2 separate regions of the Mus musculus genome follow, and region 1 is linked to region 2. A link is a contact called in public promoter capture Hi-C data. All regions are on one chromosome and are shown on one strand. The core of a region is the stretch at or near the end of the contact, and the rest is flanking DNA. Distances in the headings are between cores, read along the strand shown. Region 1 holds the start of Cdc42se2 (CDC42 small effector 2). Region 2 holds the start of Sowaha (sosondowah ankyrin repeat domain family member A).

Region 1 (4,152 bases), core at 1,200-3,699, 1.3 Mb after region 2:
TCTACCCATCAACTCCATTCTTTTTGTGGTACTGAAGATGGAAGACAGAGCCTGGTACACACATACTAGGAAACTATACTACCATAGCCACATCCCTGCTCTGTTAAAAATGAAATAAAATAAAATGGCTAAAATATCCAAAACAAAAGAAATCTACTAATTTACCTTGTTATCTTTTGGGTCTCATATAGTTCAGACTGGCCTTACGTTTGTGATATATAGGCCAAAGACGGCCTTACACTCATGATCCCTCTGCCTCCACCATTACAGGTGTTGGTAGTAAGGCTCCCACTATCATACTGCTTGTGGTGATTGAATGAACGACTTCATGTCAACTGACCCACATTCCCTGCCCATCTTTGGGGATCGATCTCTCTCTCTCTCTCTCTCTCTCTCTCTCTCTCTCGTTACTGTTTTGTAATTATGTGTATGTGTGTGTATGTCACCTGTATTCTGGTGCTCCATGAAGACCAGAAGAGGGCATCATATCCCCATTACAGACAGTTGTGAGCCATCAGGTGTGGGTGTTAGGAACTTAACTCCAATCCTCTAGATAAGCAGCAAGTGCTGGTTTAACCACAGAGCAGAGATTTTTTTTTTTAATACAGAAAATGTTATTACAAAGATTATTACTGAAACAGAACTGGAATCACACTATCAATAAAAACACTGCATCAAAATCTAGTTCAGGAGAAAAATAAAACACCATCTTGTTGAAACCATTCTTCCTGTCGCTTTAAAACCTACTGGGATTTTTATTAAGCTGACAAATGAAACCATAACCCAATAATCGTGGCCTTAAAAAGTTACTCATTAACTTTTAAGTAGGATGCTATGAATGAACACTTCCTGAAGTTCACCAGCCATTTTTCCAAGTGAAGTAGCCCTAGGGGTCTGGGGAGGTCCTTACTTGCTACATCGATACTACATAATGAACTTCATGCTCAAGCTTAAGAGAGAAACATTTCCAGGTTTTGTTCCCTTCCACAAACAGAATTCAAAAATCTCTCTGTGCTTAATATGTGTCTAATGAGTATGCTGGGTAAACTGTGATGTTTAACCACCAAGGCGACATTAGATCCCCTCCCCTAAAGTTCAGAGCTCTCTCTCCCTGGCTCATAGAGATCCAAGACTGACCATGCCACAGTCCCTCCAAAGCCCACACACATCTTTACTCCTACTACATAGAAAGCTAGACCTCAAAATGCACCCCAAACATCTTTCTCAATTATTTTCAAAGAAAAGGAGAAATCAGGCCTGCTGAGAAACAGAAATCTGTAAGCCAACTTCTCTCAAAAATTTCACATCTCAAAGGTACTATCTGCTATGCTGGCTGGCAATAATGACCAACTAATTATTAATAGTTTACATGGGGATGGGGGACAGAAACTTGCTAGGCATTCTTTCCAATAGTCCTTTATCTGAGTCAAGAAGCTATGTGCCTCATCTTACTAGTAGGAACAGTTCTGTGTGGTGTTTTAAGATTCATTCATTATATCAATATTTTACTAAGCAAGGGTCCTTTAAGAGCATTTAATTTTCTTTCTTTCTTTCTTCCCCCCCCCCCCTCTTTTTGTGGCGGGTGGGAGTACTGGGGAACTGAACTACTCTGGGCCGCCTCCTACATGCAAGGCAAGTTCCCTACCACTGAGCTGTACTCCCAGGCCCAGAACGTCTCAGTGCTGCGCTCTGCACATCACTACCAAACTCCTCCAGGAAAGCTCGGCAGTAGCAATCACTGCCGCTAAAACGGAATTCCCAGGGTTGCCTGAAATCAGCCGGCACCGGGCTGCTCCTCAGCTCGAAATGCGGACGTCAGCGAGCCGCTACCTACCACACCCGTTAGTAATGCTCACCACCGTGGCCGCGAGCTCCCGGTGCAACAACCTGTAAGAGTCGCCGCAGCGACTGCGAGGCAGTGGCCCGGCTTCCTCTCTCGGGGTCCCAGGCAGGCCGGGCGGGAGTCGGGGTTCGGGAGCCCAGCCGCTCCGCGCCGGTCCAGACTGGCGGGGCTGCGGACTGGGGGAGGGGTCCGTAGCGCCTCCCCCATCGGGAAGGTGCAGGCTACGGTGAAAGCTGGCCTCACGGAGAATGAAGAGAACCATACGCCGGTCCTCGCGTGAGGACCTCGCCCAGACTGGAAAATGGAGCCGCCGCAGCCTCAGTCAGTCCGCAGCCCCAGTCTGCTGCCCCAGTCCGCAGCGCGGAGAGGCCCGGGCCGCGCTCGCCCTCAACCTTCCGAGTGGCGACCCTACACTTGGCGCCTCGGGCGGCGGGGCCAACGTGGGGCCCTCTCCCTCACTCACCGTCGCCTTTGTCTCCGCCGCCTGCTCCAGCCGCGCGGCTCCGAGCGCCGGCTCCGAAGCTTCCAGGATCTCCACACACCAAGCAGCTGCGCTCCCCGCTTCGGGCTCCGCCCTCCCGCCTAGGCTCTGGCGCGCAGAGGCGGAGCCACAAGCGGTGTGTGCGGCTGCGCGGCTACGCCCCCACTACAAGGACACGCCCTGTCCCCCCCCAGTAGGCGGGCTGGTAGCTGTGAGGCCCCGCCCAGTGAGGGAGTGGCGAGACCTAGGGGATGCTAGGCGCGCAAAGAGTGACCGCTGGGTGGGCTACGGGGAAGATGGATGCCGCTGCCTCGCGCCACAGCACCTTCCTGTCCGGATCCAGCCGTAGACGTGCCCGGGCGAGCAAGGCGCTGCTAGGCAGAGCTGGCCAGCACCAGATGTCTCTCACGCTCAGATCACGTTACTTTCAAGGAATCAGAATCACTGACTCATTGGAGAGTCAAGAATATCTACCTGGCATTTGAAAAGTTCGTCTCTGTGACTTCTTGTGGGATCGTTTTTTTTTTTGGTTTTTTTTTTTTTTTTTTTTTTTTGGTTTTGCTTTGACGTTGTTTGAGGGAGGGCCTTTTTGTAGCCCCAGAGTGGCCTCAAACTCACTATATAGGTAAGGATGGCCTGGATCTTGTGATCCTCCTGCCTCCGTCTCCCAAGCGCTGGGATTACTAGTGTATGTCACAAGCTTAAGGACTTTTGGAGTAGAACCCTGGCTGACCTGGAACTCACAGCAGTCCTCCTGCCTCAGCCACCACATTTTATGACTACATTAACTTTACACTTTAGGCACCCAGAAGCAAGAAACAAATGGACGCCTTCCCACTGAAATCTAGCCACACATACTCAGACAGGGAGCTGCATGACCATCACTATTGATAGGAAATTTCTAGCTTGTTCAGTGACAAAACTGGAGTACTCCTTGGTTCCTCTTATTCTCAATTTCACATCCATTCTGTCCATAAGGGTAATTGGCGTGGTTCTACATTCAAACAAAAAGAAAATCAGACTGTTCATCTACATTGTTTCTGTCATCCGTGGTCCCAGTCACACTTCAGTGGCTTTCTTAAATGACCTCCCTGACCACCATCAACAAACTGTGTTGTCAAAACAAGAGGGAGAATATCCTCCCGCAAGGAGAGTCAGCTCATGTCTCATCCGATCAAAATCCACCAGTGTTCCCGTTACTGTAGAAGATAACATCTTTACAATGGCTGACAAAGCCTCTGAGATTTTTTTTTTTCCCTATAGGTCTCAGAATTCATCTCCAGTCTCACTGGTGCTTGCAATGTCCAGTCTATACTCAGGGACTAGGACATTCTCTAATGTCTGCCTTCTCCCCTCAACTCCACTCAGATCTTCTTTAACAATGATGCGTAGCCTAAACCCACTTCTTTACATTGCTACAGGCTCAATCCTTCCCCCATCTATCTGCCCTTGTTCTCCTGTTCCCAGAACAGTCTGCACAATTTATTCTGTTAATTTTGCTCCTGTCTTCCCCACTAGAAGCTGGGTGTTTGGGTTGGCTGGATTTGATTTCTGCAGTGCTGTAGGTGAAACCCAGGGCCTTGCTCTGGCTTGGTGAGTACCACACACATGCAGACCTTTGAGGCTGGGGATAACTGTTCTAATCAACTAATCAGTCCCAAGTGCCTAGAGGAAATGAAAAAAAAATTAAATACCCCCAAGATGTTCAACAACAAAAATAATCAATTTTATTTTCAGTTTCCTCTTGATTCCACTTTCTGCCAGTCAACCAACCATTAGATTTTAACCTACATCAGACCATAAACATTTGGACTTCTCAGTTCTTTTG
Region 2 (3,885 bases), core at 908-3,407:
TCCTCCCAAGATCGGGCATGACTGCTTGGTTTCTCTAACGGGGGAAAAAGAATCCCATCTCTGTAGGCACGTCAAATTTCAAACAGAAGGTGGAGGCCCATCTGGTTACACCAGGCTGCAATAGATAAAATCGGAAATGAGACAGACTGCCGGTTTGGGGCCTGTCTTGGACAGGCTTAGACAGCGTGCCACAGGCCCTGGTAGGTGGTAGCTCCAATGCCATTCAGGTTGGAGGGGGCAGACTGGGCACTAAACCAGCTAAAGGTCCTGGAGTGGATCGATGAGAGATTTCGGTGAAGGACGGCAGGCCACCGCGAATCTTGGTCTTTTTTCGGGGAGCCATGGGCGAGGCACCCAAGAACTTGCTGAAGGAACTTGACTTCTTCAAGCCACGAGCCAGGTCCTGGAGCATCAAGTCATCGGCCAGGACGCCCAGAAACGCACTAGTGGTGGAGCTGAGGATGGTGGCGGCTACCTGCACGGGGTGCCGAGACACAAGGCTCCCACTGCCACCACTGGCCGCATCAGGCTCCATCATAGATCGCAGGCCAGGGTCACCCAGTAAACGCCTCAGCGCGTAGGAGGAGCCAGGCCGTAGGTACTGGTAGGCACGCCGGCCGCTGTAGTCGCGGACGTGCACTTGGGCACCCAAGCGCACCACTAGCAGCACAGCAGCATCCTCGTGGCCGTGCAGAGCCGCCAGGTGCAGCGGCGTGTAGCCACCGTGAGAGCGCGCGTTCACGTCCACGGGCGCGCCTCCACGCCGCGCCACCTCCACCAGCTGTAAAGCCATCTCCCGGTCGCCGTTCTTGGCCGCCCAGTGTAGCGCGGTGAAGCCGGACATGAAGTCGCGCTTGGCAGCCAGGCCGCGGTCCCGCAAGAGCAACCCGTGCAGCTGGTGACTCCAACGACCGCTGGCCGTGCGCACCAGCCACTCGTGCTCCGTGGGCTCCAGGGGCACCGCGGGTGACGGTAGCGGCGCGACGGGCATCTCCTCCGTGTCCGGACTCAGCAGGCGCGGACCGGCGCGGGACAGGCGCCTGAGATGCGGGGAACGGCCGGGTCCCAGGTGGAGTCCCAGACCCGACTCCTCTACCGAAAGCCTCCGCAGGAGCATCGGGGAGCCCCGTGGGCTCGGCTCCTCCGAGCGCTGCCGGCGCAGGCCCTGCTCCTCCGCGCGGATCCGCAGCGCCGCGGGGCCAGGAACGACGCAGCGCACCGGCAGCATGCAAGGCTTCTGCGGTGGCACTTGCGCCGTGGGAGGTGCAGGCTCCGGGCCTGGCGACTCTGTGCTCGTCAGGGCCAGCCCCGACGGCACGCTGGCGGGTCGGGCTAGCTCCGAGGACCGAGGTAGCGCCGGATCCTCCGGCCCCCCGGGCTGTGGCGCTGAGCCTGATGGCGCCTCAACCTGGGTGACCTCTGAGGGTAGGGTCTCAGGGGTGTGCTGTAGCTCGGATGGTGCGGACGAGTCCTCCGGCGGTTCTCCTGATCGCTGTGGGGAGTGGGGAGCCCCGGGGGCACAGTTGTCCTCCGCTGGGACAGCAGCGCACTGGGCCAGCGCGGCTGGCACTCCAGGGCTGGAGGGGAGTGGGGCCTCGGGTCCTTCCGGCGGCCGGGGCTTCTTTCTCAGCACCACGAACTTGACCCCATCCAGCTCCTTCACCACGGCCACGTTGTTGACGAACTGCTTGAAGCGGTCCCTACGGGCCGCGCGGCCCCGTGGGTCCCCAGCGTCCAGCAGCGGCTTGAAGCGGCTCAGCAGCTCGGAGTTGCGCACCTGCCCGCCGTGCTCCCGCAGGAAGCCCAACACCGCCGCCTGGCTCACCCCTGCGGCAGCAGCGGCGGCAGCGGCGGCGGCTGCCAGCGCCATTCTCGGTGTCTGCGACTCCGGGGTCGCCCCAGCCGCCCAGCCGGGCTCACCTGGGACTCTGATTTCCGAAACTGGACTGCAGTCACGCCCTCGCCGCCGTGCTGAGAAGTCTCCGGGCGAAGGGCACCTGGGACTCCTATCCTCCGCCTGCGCCAGGCCTGGCCCCCAGACTGGGGGGTAGGTTGCTGCTGAGAGGTCCTGTCCAATGGGCGCCAGGCTCCATGCCCCTGTGCGGCGCTCGGCTTACAGGTGACAGCTGCCACTGGAGGTGCGGAGGGAATGGGAAAGCGGAACCTCTCTGCACTGCCCCCACCAATTAAAGGCGGAATTAAAGGCGCAGCGTTGCTCTTCAGCTCCACTCCCGGTTGCTAGGTGGGTGTGTTCCCTGGGGATGTTGCAGCGTATGGGCGAGGCGTGGGTATTTATTACCTTCAGCACTATTTACCACAAAATAAAAGCAATATTTTACATATATATGTCCTTGCACTGCATATATTGCATCAATACCTCTCCAATGTCTGATGCTTTTTATATAGGGGGAAAAAAACCAACCAGATTTACAAAATTCATAGCAAGAACAGTTCCCTGTGTGGTATTGAGTGCAGGGTACTGGAGGCTCACAAGAGGTTTAGGAAGCAGTTTTCTCATGATAGATAATACTTTTTGAAATGTGGAGCTTTGCGATCTACATATTTTATTATTCGTTGACTTTCTGTCTCTCTGTCTCTCTCTGTCTATCTGTTTCTCTCTCTCTCTCTCTCTCTCTCTCTCTCTCTCTCTCTCTCTCTCTGTGTGTGTGTGTGTGTGTGTTTTGTAGGTCAGAAAGAAGATAACTTGAGACATTGGTTCGGCTTTCCATCATTACATGGGCTCTGGAGTGCAAATTCACATCATCTGGTTTGGTGGCAGGCACCTTTACTCACTGAGCCATTCCAAAAATACCCCCTTTATTTTTGTCTCTATATGAAGTTCAAGTTGGTCTGGAACTTGTGCTGTCACCGCCTCAGTCCTGAGTGCTAGGATTATAGGTGTGTGCCACCATGCTTGCCCAAAATAACCCATTTCATATAGGATTTCAGGAATAAACCCACAGGAAAAAACAAAGAAGGAAAAAATATCAGCAGCAGAAATGACCATTAACATTTTGACATACTTTCTTCTACTATGAATTCATGTGTCTTTTATACTTTAAAAATTAAAAAAAAAAAGCAAAATAGAAACCATATTGAAGTGTTAAGTATGGAACCCAGGGCTTTACAAATGCCAGGATACAGCACCACACCTCCAGCCCATGCTGTTTCTAAAACTTCAGTTATTTCACAAATATTTATTGAGAACATAGCCAGGCCCTTTCAGGCTGTGATACATGTTAGCAGAGATAAACGCTTTGACCTAGCAGAGTTCATTTATCAGGAGGAAACAGAAGTCAGAAAGCTCTGTAATGTGCTATGTGAGCTATAGCATACCCTAGAAATACTATAGAGAACACTATAGTATAGAAATACTATAGAGAACACTATAGTATAGAAATACTATAGAGCATGGAGAAGCTCACCAGGGACAGGGTGGGGGTTTCAGCTGGGCAGTGGTACAGGACAGCATCCATTGTGAAGGTGAACCGAGGGTGTGGGGTAGGGAGTTATGCAGATGAGAAAGAACTTCTTCAGTGAGGGTGGAGGCGGGGTTGCTTGCTTCATTTTTGTTGTTTGTTGTTTCCAACTTTTATTTATGTGTGGTATGTGGTGGGCACAGGCAGACGTGCAATGGTGCAGGGATGGGGGTTAGAGACATCATCCAGGAGTTCTCCCCTTCACCATGTGGACTCAGAGAGGATTTAACACAGCTCAGACACCTTGGGGGGGGGGTGTTCTTTCTGAGCAAGTCTCTCATATGACCCATGATGACCTCAAACTCCTGCAGATGCTGTCCTTAAACTTCTGATCATCTTGTTCTTACCTCCCAAATGCTGAGATTACAGGCTTTTACCACTGTGTGTGTGTGTGTGTGTGTGTGTA

The links. Promoter capture Hi-C pulls out the DNA fragments that hold promoters and counts their contacts.
Region 1: a promoter capture Hi-C map of liver shows a contact between it and region 2, with 2.3 times the contacts expected there. The contact joins the promoter of Cdc42se2 here to the promoter of Sowaha in region 2. A contact is called at or near these places in 2 of 39 promoter capture datasets (cranial neural crest and liver) and 1 of 115 datasets of contacts at active chromatin or transcription factors (microglia).

The regions. Positions count from the first base shown.
Region 1 is chr11:54,785,254-54,789,405 of GRCm38.p6, forward strand. Cdc42se2 (CDC42 small effector 2) reads right to left here and starts at 2,450. Exons shown (of 6, transcript NM_178626.3): 1 at 2,307-2,450.
Region 2 is chr11:53,478,038-53,481,922 of GRCm38.p6, forward strand. Sowaha (sosondowah ankyrin repeat domain family member A) reads right to left here and starts at 2,158. Exons shown (of 1, transcript NM_183173.2): 1 at 1-2,158. The coding sequence starts at 1,870. The coding sequence ends at 224.